Linked DNA regions of Gossypium hirsutum: region 1 is linked to region 2. The links are chromatin contacts, called in public Hi-C maps. All regions are on one chromosome and are shown on one strand. The core of a region is the stretch at or near the end of the contact, and the rest is flanking DNA. Distances in the headings are between cores, read along the strand shown. Region 1 holds the start of LOC107957314 (NLR family CARD domain-containing protein 3). Region 2 overlaps LOC107957312 (a long non-coding RNA gene).

Region 1 (4,707 bases), core at 883-3,382, 210 kb before region 2:
TACATTGCTAATATAAAAATTTATTATATATAATACATAATATTTATTTTGGTTAATTTGGTTAACTTGGTTAATTCTCTGATTTCGAACTAGATTAACTGATAACTGAAATTTTAAAAAATCATTAACCAACCTCCGATCGAACTACATTCGGCAATAAACTGATTAGCCAAATTAGATTGGTTTGGTAATTAATTCGATTTTAATCGAACTATGAACACCCCTACCTAGAACTATCTATAGCTCCTCCCCAATTCATAAATAGGAATATAATGTGTTTCAGCGTACTCAAACTCACGTCCTCCTTCATTGGTAATATTGGCCAAACCAGTCGAAAAAAGACTCAGTTGGTTAATATCAATTTTTTATTTATACATCTTATAAATGATCTTCCACAAATGTTTTTTTATGGTTTTTTTTTTCAATTATACAAAACAATTGATTAAATTTTTTTATACATCCCAATTAATTTAAAATTCTTATCATTAGATTTTTAAAAAATTATCATTTAATTATTCAAGAGATAATAGTTATAAAACTTTGACATAATATCTTATTTGATACCTGCAGTTTCATAGAATATTCAATGTGGTATATGTCTTTTGCATGCATTCAATATGGTACTTGAATTATCAATATGTATTTTCTTTATGGTACTTGTATTTTCATAAAATGTCTAATGTGGTACCTACTTGAACTATCAATATGTGTTTTTATTATGGTACTTGATCTTAACACTGAATTGCTAAACTAGTCAATAAAAATTCGACACATACAATTTTTTTCCAAACAATCAAGTCCACATGGATAATATAATTATGTGAAAACCTAAATAAAACAAAAAAAATTAATTTAAAAAGCAAATAACTAAACATATAGTTAATAAAAAAGAAATAAATACTAAACTTACGAAAACAACAAGATCATCATTTTCATTTAAATAAATGACCATCTTCATCAAAGAGTTTTCAATTTAAAATAATTATTTTGTAATCTCCATGTGATGGCCTGATGGTCAAGAGTGTTTATCGTCCTAGGTGTGGCCTCGGTTTGAGTCGTGCTAGTCGCATTTGTTTTTCGGGTTTTACTCTGTTATTGTAATTCACCAAAAAAAATATTTTTATTTAATTTTTAAATAATTTTTTAATTATCCATGAAAATGAACTTTCATGTAAGTTTAATATTTAATTTTTATTAACCATACATTTAGTTATTTTTAATTTAATTTAATTTTTTGTTTTTATACAATTTTTTGGGTTTTATTTAGCTTTTCACATGATTTTATATTATTCATGTCGACTTAATAATTTTGAAAAGAAAATGTACGTATTTAAATTTCATTGGTTGATTTAGCAATTTACTAATAGTGTTAACACCAAGACTATAATAAAACATATATTAATAAATCAAATAGCATTGGACATTTTCAAAGTACAAATATCACGTTCAACATTTTATCAAAGTACAAGCATCGACATTAACCCAAAATTTTTTATAATAAATTTAATTAAATAATATAATTTCTTTTATTTTTTTATACAATGCTTAAAATTAGGCATAGTTTATCTCTAACCCATACTAATTGAGCTAAAATTCAATTGGCATAATTTCATTTATTCTCAAACAATATAGTTTAACATTCAAAATTTTAAAATATAATATAATATAAAAATTATCATAAAAATAAATAATCTTAATATTTGCATTATTTAATTAAAATTAAAATTAAAATTAAAATTAATCTTAAATATAAATAAAATTAATTAAAATATCTTCATATTTAAATAGTATTTATCTTAATATTAAATTTAAATTTAAAATTCATCGTAAATATAAATAATATTATCTTACTATTTGAATTTCTTATCATTAGATTTAAAAAAAAAGAATTGTGATTATGATTATAAATTAAATTAAATTAAATTAAAATTTATTTTTAATTATTCGATCAAATTTAAAAATGATCATAAAATATGTATGATTTTATTATAAAATTTTAAAAAATAGATATATAATTTTATCAATTTTTAGAAAATCTAAATAAATATATATAAATGACATCCAATTATTATATAAAATAAAAAAAATTATTGAGAGAATTATTAAATAGGTTAAGCCGGCCTGACCCGGACAGAAAATCATCAAATTCTTTTAGGGATCAAGATAAACCCAACCCGAAAAGTCTTGTTTGTTTAATGCAAACTTTGCAAAGTCCATATGCTTTTATTTTTAGTTTTTTGGTTTTATAATTAGACAACATTCTGGAGATACTGTCGCTCTGTTCGCCGCTCCTATCCCTTCTTCTTCTTCTTCTCTGTAAACTGTAAAGTCCAATCGGTAGGTGCAAGATAGCAGCCTCTCTACCCTTATGCGCATTTAACCTCCACTTCCATGGCCCTCACTTCCACTCTCCCTCTATACTCTCATCCCAAGGTAATTACACGCGCTCACTCTTTTTCTTAATCTCTTCGGTCTCTCGAAAGGTGAAGCTTACTCTATTTGTTTATATGTTTCGTTATTCTCAGGTTCTTCCGAAGAAGCAGATGCTTGGCCTTCAAGCGTTGGCTTCGGACTACGGCCGCTGTCTTGGTCATGATTCTGCTTGGTTTATTACTAGGAGACGTTACTCCAGGTCCAAGAGATTGGTGGTAACGGCAGCGTACGGTGCGGAGGGAGGCGCGAGGCGGCGTGTTTACGGAGAGTCGCAGGCGCAGCAGCCTCTCAGTAGTGCTCCGGTGAAGCAGATTGCAACATTTCTGGCGCCCGCTGGCGTTTTTATCGCCGCTACTTTTGGTATGGATTTCCGTTTCTCTTCTTTTCTAGTGGATGGTGAATTTGGAAGAATCTAACTGATTGCATTCTTATGTATAAATTCATGAGTTTCGTCAATAATTTGGATGAGGTTGTTGAAATTCCCCAATTTGGTTGAGCACAATGAAAATTTACCAGCGCTCTGGTTTTTCTTGATTGCTTACTCAGGCCATAGCTATAAGCATTACATTTTTTAATGGCATTTGATTTTTAATCCGACTTTAGCATTTATTTTAGTCTTTAAGCCAACGTGTTGTCAGCTTTTATACCTTACTATTTCTTTCTGTTGCGCTAGGCATATGAATGGCATTTTGGAATCTTTCTTTTCCTTTTATTGGGACTGCGTTAGGCTTTGTACGGAATGTTTACACGAGTGCAGCACATATTCTTTGTTATGTTTATCCTACATGTACCCTAATTGATGTCTTCAGCTGACAGTTTTATGGAAATTGGTGGAGAAACTCCTTATGCCGAAGCCATCTAGGTCTTCATCTGTTGAAAATAAATCTCCTTCACAAGGAGTGAAGTGGTCTTTTGCCGCAGGAACAAATCTATTGTCAAGTGTTACTGCTAAGATTGATAGACAGTCAAAGCTGACACTCAATGAGTTTGCCAAGGAACTTAGGGCATTCAGCAGTGTTGATATGTCAGGTATGCTGACTGATTGTAGACTATTTCCATAGAAAAAGTGAAGCACCTATTTTAATCCTATTCACTTTTCATGTCTGAGTTTAATGATGCAGCCACGAAAATCCAAGATGCAGTTAATGGACGGTAGAAATGGTCTACTAGTCTTTTAAAAGTTTTCATTGTGATGTAATTAGTTTCTTTCCTTAGCATTGTTAGCAAGTTATCCAGTTGGATTTAAGATGCAATATATTTTTTACTGCATGTGGATTCATTTCATGTGAACGAAACATGATAAACCTTACTATACATTTTTATTAGGACGCAACTTTGGAGATGAAGGACTGTTTTTTCTTGCCGAGAGCTTAGGTTACAATCAGGTTATGCTTTCCTAGTCTTTATTTTACTATCTTGTTTTATTATTTTCTTTGTGTCCATTATTATGAATGAGGTGTTTTATCTTATCCTGTAAGATCCTCATGTTGACTGTGTTCTGTACGAACTTTTCTATTTCATTAGTGAAAGTTTGAAGCATTGGTGCTCCTTGCTATGCATTCTCTGAATGAGTACTTCTCCTTTTCAGATCGTTGAGGAAGTAAGCTTTGCTGCTAATGGAATAACAGCCAGAGGAATGGAAGCCTTTGATGGTGTTCTTGAAGCAAATACGGTATTGAAAACCCTTGATCTTTCAGGCAATCCCATTGGAGATGAAGGAATAAAGGTCAGCCTAAATTTGCCATTATATAACTGACAACTTTACAAATAGTTAAATTTCCCTGTCCTCCAACATTGAGGGCTCAGTTATTTTATATGTAATAATAGTAAGATGAAAGAAATTGCTCAATCAACATAAATTTTCCTTTTGGTACCTAATGTGTATAGGGATACATCTGTTTATTCAGAGACTCCTTGTTCTTTCATATCCCTTGCCGCTATTGTATGATTACTAATTTTCATTCTTATAGGTTTCCTATAAGATCATCTCTGCAGCTTGTATTTGTTTTTCATTTGATAATGTCATAATGAACTATAATGGGATGGAAGTTCAGATTTGGATCCTTGATAAAAAAAATTGCCTATGAGCAAGTTCTATATTGTTTATAATGGAAATAGTAAAAACATTTTTTCCCTACTACTAAATCACCTATTATGAGGTAATCTTTAATTTAAGGTGTACTTGTAACCGTTGAAGGATAGTTCATGAATTCTTTTAAATTGTCAAGCAGTCTAATACTAAAATAAATTACATGCATATGGCGATGTGGAATT
Region 2 (5,031 bases), core at 556-3,055:
TATTGCAAATGCATAATTCCTTAAAAATATATATATATAATATCGCAGAATCATATGCGTCCCATGAACAAAGGAGAAATTTAATTTGAACAATTTTAAATTTTGATGAATAGAATATAAAAGACGTATTAATCATAGAAAAGGAATTCTTATGTGAAAGACACTTGCATGGCTGTTTTTAATTCATAAAATGTTCTACAAAGTATTAGGTTCGATTTGACATCATAGTTTCAGATTCATATAACCCAACTTAACCCAGATTTTTAATTAATAATATATTATTTTGTTTAAAGATATTCATAATGCTGTAATCTGTGATGCTATTTGAATGAATTAGTTTTGATTCTTATGGTCCTTTTTTTGTTCAAATAAATATATTATTTTGTTTAAAGAAAAATTTTGAATTTTTTTTAAAAAATTATGTTTTAAATTACTATTTCAATAGACATAATTATTAAGGTAAATATTCATAAAAATTGAAATAAAAAATAACTGTTATTGAAATTATTGCCTTTAAAAGGAAAAACCGAAAAGGATGAGTAAAAATGATTTTTGAAGTAAATAAATTTTAAATTATTTCAATGAAAATAACTCACACCAATAATGATTTTAAAATATTTTCATAGAAAATCATAATTACAAAATGCATGTAAAAATTATATATAATATATAGTAAAAAGAATAAAAAAGAACTAAAGGCATTTTTGAAATAAAAGGAAAATTTTACAAGTTGTGCAAAGAAAAAAAAGTCATACAAGTTAATACAAAAATTAAAAGTATAATAATTACTATAATTTGAAATTAATAAGTTCAAATAAAAATTAAGTAATTTATATGATATCACAAAGGGTAAAGTACATATATAATCACTCAATTTTTCAAAAATTTCATTTTAAGCATTTAAAATAAAAATATTTACATTATAAAATTTTTATTTTAATCACTTCAGTTAAAATTGCATAACATTCCCACTATTTTTTGTTTCTTTCCGGCTCCACTACATGCATTTAAATATTTTATTTTCTCCTATTTTTAATTGCAGCACTTCCTTGGGCGCCGCACCATCGAGAACCGAAACCAAGCAAGAGCAGAACCCTTTCGCCGAAACCGCTGTCAACTCAGAGTCTACTGTTCCCTTCAGAGTGCATTTGGGCATCGAGTCAAACTCGGGCCGTGCAACATATGACCCGGTTCGAATCAGTCGGGGAGAGGAGGGAGAAGATAATCGTAGTAAAGGATGAGAGAAAATTTGTAAAGAATGTCTGTTAGCTCAGATGGAAGCTTTTATAGAGAAGTTCCTCTGTAGGGTCTATACATGTATAACAAAATTAGTCTACATTTTCCATCTAAATAAATCAAATTTGTTTCTCAAACATTGAACCCAAAAGACAACGCAAATGCAAGTGTTTGGAGACTGTGTAACAGCAAAATTTCAAAGTTTTTCAAATGATTAACGATTGAACAGCGGTTTTTGGGCGTGGGAGATGAAGAATTTCAACAGAATTTTCGCGTAGGAGATGAGCGTCTGGGTTGGAAACTATGTAACAGCAGAGCATGAAAACGAAGTGGGCTTTGAAGGAAGAGAACCAGGAGGAGATTGAATGCATTTGAGGGACTTGAAGAAGAAGCTTTGATGGACTCAGGGTATTCCATGGAAGTTGAAAAGGAGTGGTTTTGGGCTTGATTTGGGTTTGAGAGATAGCAAATAACAATGAACAGCACGAAAACGAAGAAGCAGCTTTAATGGCTGTGGTAGACAAGAAATCCATGGAAAAGAGAGAGCAAAGAGAAGACTTGAAGTGTCGTGTGTTATTCCGGTTCTTGATGGGGCGGCGGATGAACTTTTTTTTTTAAGGAAGCTGGGCTAATATTAAAACAAAACAGAATAAAAAGAAGTCCAACAAATCAAACCCAAAACAGGAAATAACCCAAACATAAAGCCAATAAAACAAACCAAAAGAAAGCCCAGCAAAGAACAGCTTAAACAGCAGACGATAAAGAGCAATCAGTTCCAACGATGAGCTGTTCCCCAAAACCAGCTGGTTGTTCAACAAAAGAGCAGCTGAAACGCCACCAGCAAAGCAACCAGCAACGATTATCCCAATTCCCAAACATCAAGACTAGAGGTGCTCATGGGCCGGGCCGGGCCTAAAGAACGGGTCTAAAATTTTTCTTAAGCCCGACCCAAATAAAAATACTAAAATTTGGGCTCGGCCCGGCCCGCCCGTATTTATTTTTATATAATTTTTAAATATATATAATACATCAAAAATACTAAAAAAATTAAAATAAATATTTTCCAACAAATTGAAAATAAATTTTAAAAAATATGTAAACTTAAATAGCACTAAGATAGGTGCAACTTAACAAGCAAATACCTCTAAAATAATAACAAAATTAACAAATACTTTTAAAATAATAACAAAATTAATAATAAAATAAGTTTTATACAATATCCAAACAATAACAACAAAATAGTAGCAACTAATAGTAATATGGTAGCAAAATAGGGAGAAAACAACAAGAAAATAACATTCAAAAACAAAACAAAAAATAGCAGATTTTTTTGTCATTTAGTGAATTCGTGCCGGGCCGGGCCCGGGCCAAAAATACCTTACCCGAGGCCCGGCCCATTTTTTAAACAGGCCTTATTTTTTGTCCAAACCCATTTTTCAGGCTTATATTTTTGCCCAAACCCTCCTACATTTCAGGCTGGCCTTCGGGCCGGGCCGAGTAGCCCGACCCATGAGCAGGTCTAATCAAGACCCTTTAAGCGTCCAAATCTAAGAAATCTAGCACACAAGCAACTTCCGAGACTCCCCAAAGACGAAACTCACCCTTTCCAAAACCCATCAAAAACCATTCGAGTCCCCTCAGCTCTCACTTTCCTTCCAAATCAATCCTCATCTAAACGTGCCCCACAAAGTCCTCCCCATTCCCCTTTCCTTGCCTCTAAATACAAACCGTTGATCACTCTCCACTGCCAATAGCGTAAAATCAAGCACTCGCCCATTTAGGTAATAACTATTCCCACCCTTCAAAATCTCTATAGCTAATAAATGGGCCACTATGTTCCCTTCACGAAGCATATGCTTAAAAACACACCGTCGAAAAGACCTAACCCACAGTTTATTATCCCTAATGTAAGCTCCAAGGACTGAGTTATCAGACATAGGGGAAAGAACCTTAAGAATAACTATTAGGGCATCTCCTTCAACAACCACATCTTGAAAGCCAAGATCCAGTCCCAAGCTAACAGCTTGAAGGCATTAAAGGGCCTCCACAACAAAAGCCGAAGGTATGTTCCTATTAATCACTATGTGCGAGGCGATTATAGATCCTTGACCATTTCTAAAAACAATCCTCCTACAGGAAGCCTTGGAAGGGGCACGATACGTAGCATCAAAATTAATTTTCAGGCTGCATCCGTCTGAAGGCCTCCATCTCTCAACCCCAATCAGATGACTAGGTAACTTCTCTTGTACCGCATCCAAATCCATAAGATAGGACTCTACCTTACAGATTATAACATGTATCTGAATAATAGCACTATCATAATCACAACAATTTCGTGCATGCCAAATAAACCATAGTGCACACACTACCTTTCTAGAAATAATAGGAGGGAAAACTTGCAAAATGTAAAATAACCAGACTTAGAAACAAGAATCTAATAGCTCACTGCGCCAAGTTATGTATAGGTCTACCCAAATACCAGTCACTGAAGAGCAGTCATGGAAGATGTAACAACCCGTTTTTAATGGTGTCAGAAACAGTGGCTTTGGGACCACGATTCTGACGAGAGAATAAATATTTTATTATTTATTTAAAGTCTATTAGGTTATATTAGAGTTGAACTGAAGTTTTGTTAAAAAATTTTGAAGTTTAAATAGTTAATTAGGTAAAAATGACTAAATCTTAATAGAAGAAAAAGTTGAATTCTATTAGTTTAATAGGTTATTTGGTATGAAAAGGAACACTAATGAACTTAAATGGTAATATACCACTTATGTTGATAGTGGGCAAATATGGACACGTTTATGCTAGTATTTAAGTTATATTATAAGGATAAGAGAGTAAATAATCAAATAAACATGAAATAAAATAAATAAAAGCTATGATCTTCTTTCTCTTTTTCTTGTTTAATCGAAAATACCATTGAAGGGGGAGAGAAAAGCTTAGATTTTTTTAATTCACTTGCATGGTATGTATTCAAGTCCTGTTTTTAGTAATTTTTATGCTTAAACTACTTAGCCCGGGGGTTAAATTGCAAAGCTGTTAAAGGTTAAGGGATATGTTAGGAATGAAATTGATGAATTTGTGATGTTAATTGATGGATTATTAAGCTTGGTTATTAAATAAACTTGTTTTGTTAAGTTATTTTGATGAATTTAGTGTTAAGGATTAATTTGCTAAATGTGTAAGATTTCTTGGAATTTATGTGAAATTTTGGGTAAATATGGGCTAATTAGGTCCCCTATAAGAATTAGTTAGCACATGTTATCTAAAAAAAATAGTGACTTTGCAAGTTATGGTTATGAGGACTAAGTTGTGAAAAAGTTAAAATATGAGGGGTAATTTTATAATTTCATGATAATAAGAATTATAGATTGAATTGAATATTTGAGGTTATTTGAAGTACTTAATTGAATGACATTATCTATTTAGATCAAAATAAACCACAACCGGACTTAAATTGAGGAAAGACAAAAGCTTTGGATTAGTCTCCAACTCTACTTTTGCGAGTTATCGAGATAAGTTTGTATGAATTGTAATCTTATTAATGATAGTTTGATTGATAGTTTGTTATATTATATTAGTTATAAACTGACTTGAATATATAACTATATTGACGTTTTGAATAATTGACGGATAAATAATCCTGTTTGAACCTTAAGATTTCTTAGGATACGAATGACATGTTATTAGGGATTTCATGTTTCGGGTGCTGGTCTTGAATGTCCTATCGATGGCTGAGGTCATGTATTTGTTGCAGATTCTCTATAGCTTGTGTGAGCAGCATCACGTAGC

What was found. Hi-C and Micro-C count contacts between places; a contact is called where the count stands out from the background.
Region 1: a Hi-C map of leaf shows a contact between it and region 2, with 3 times the contacts expected there. The contact joins the promoter of LOC107957314 here to the enhancer-like site in region 2. A contact is called at or near these places in 12 of 34 Hi-C or Micro-C datasets (anther, callus, hypocotyl and 2 more).

Annotation. Positions count from the first base shown.
Region 1 is chrA05:74,369,973-74,374,679 of Gossypium_hirsutum_v2.1, forward strand. LOC107957314 (NLR family CARD domain-containing protein 3) reads left to right here and starts at 2,133. Exons shown (of 18, transcript XM_016892818.2): 1 at 2,133-2,433; 2 at 2,526-2,793; 3 at 3,250-3,462; 4 at 3,760-3,818; 5 at 4,022-4,159. The coding sequence starts at 2,392.
Region 2 is chrA05:74,581,061-74,586,091 of Gossypium_hirsutum_v2.1, forward strand. It overlaps LOC107957312 (a long non-coding RNA gene), which reads left to right. Exons shown (of 2, transcript XR_001700406.2): 2 at 1,043-1,373. Among protein-coding and RNA genes, the nearest start is that of LOC107957312, 4.8 kb to the left of the region's middle. Within about 2 kb of position 1,806, at least 3 of the 9 cell types and tissues checked have an H3K27ac peak or open chromatin away from gene starts, as enhancers often do. A contact at or near this core is called in leaf, where this site is marked.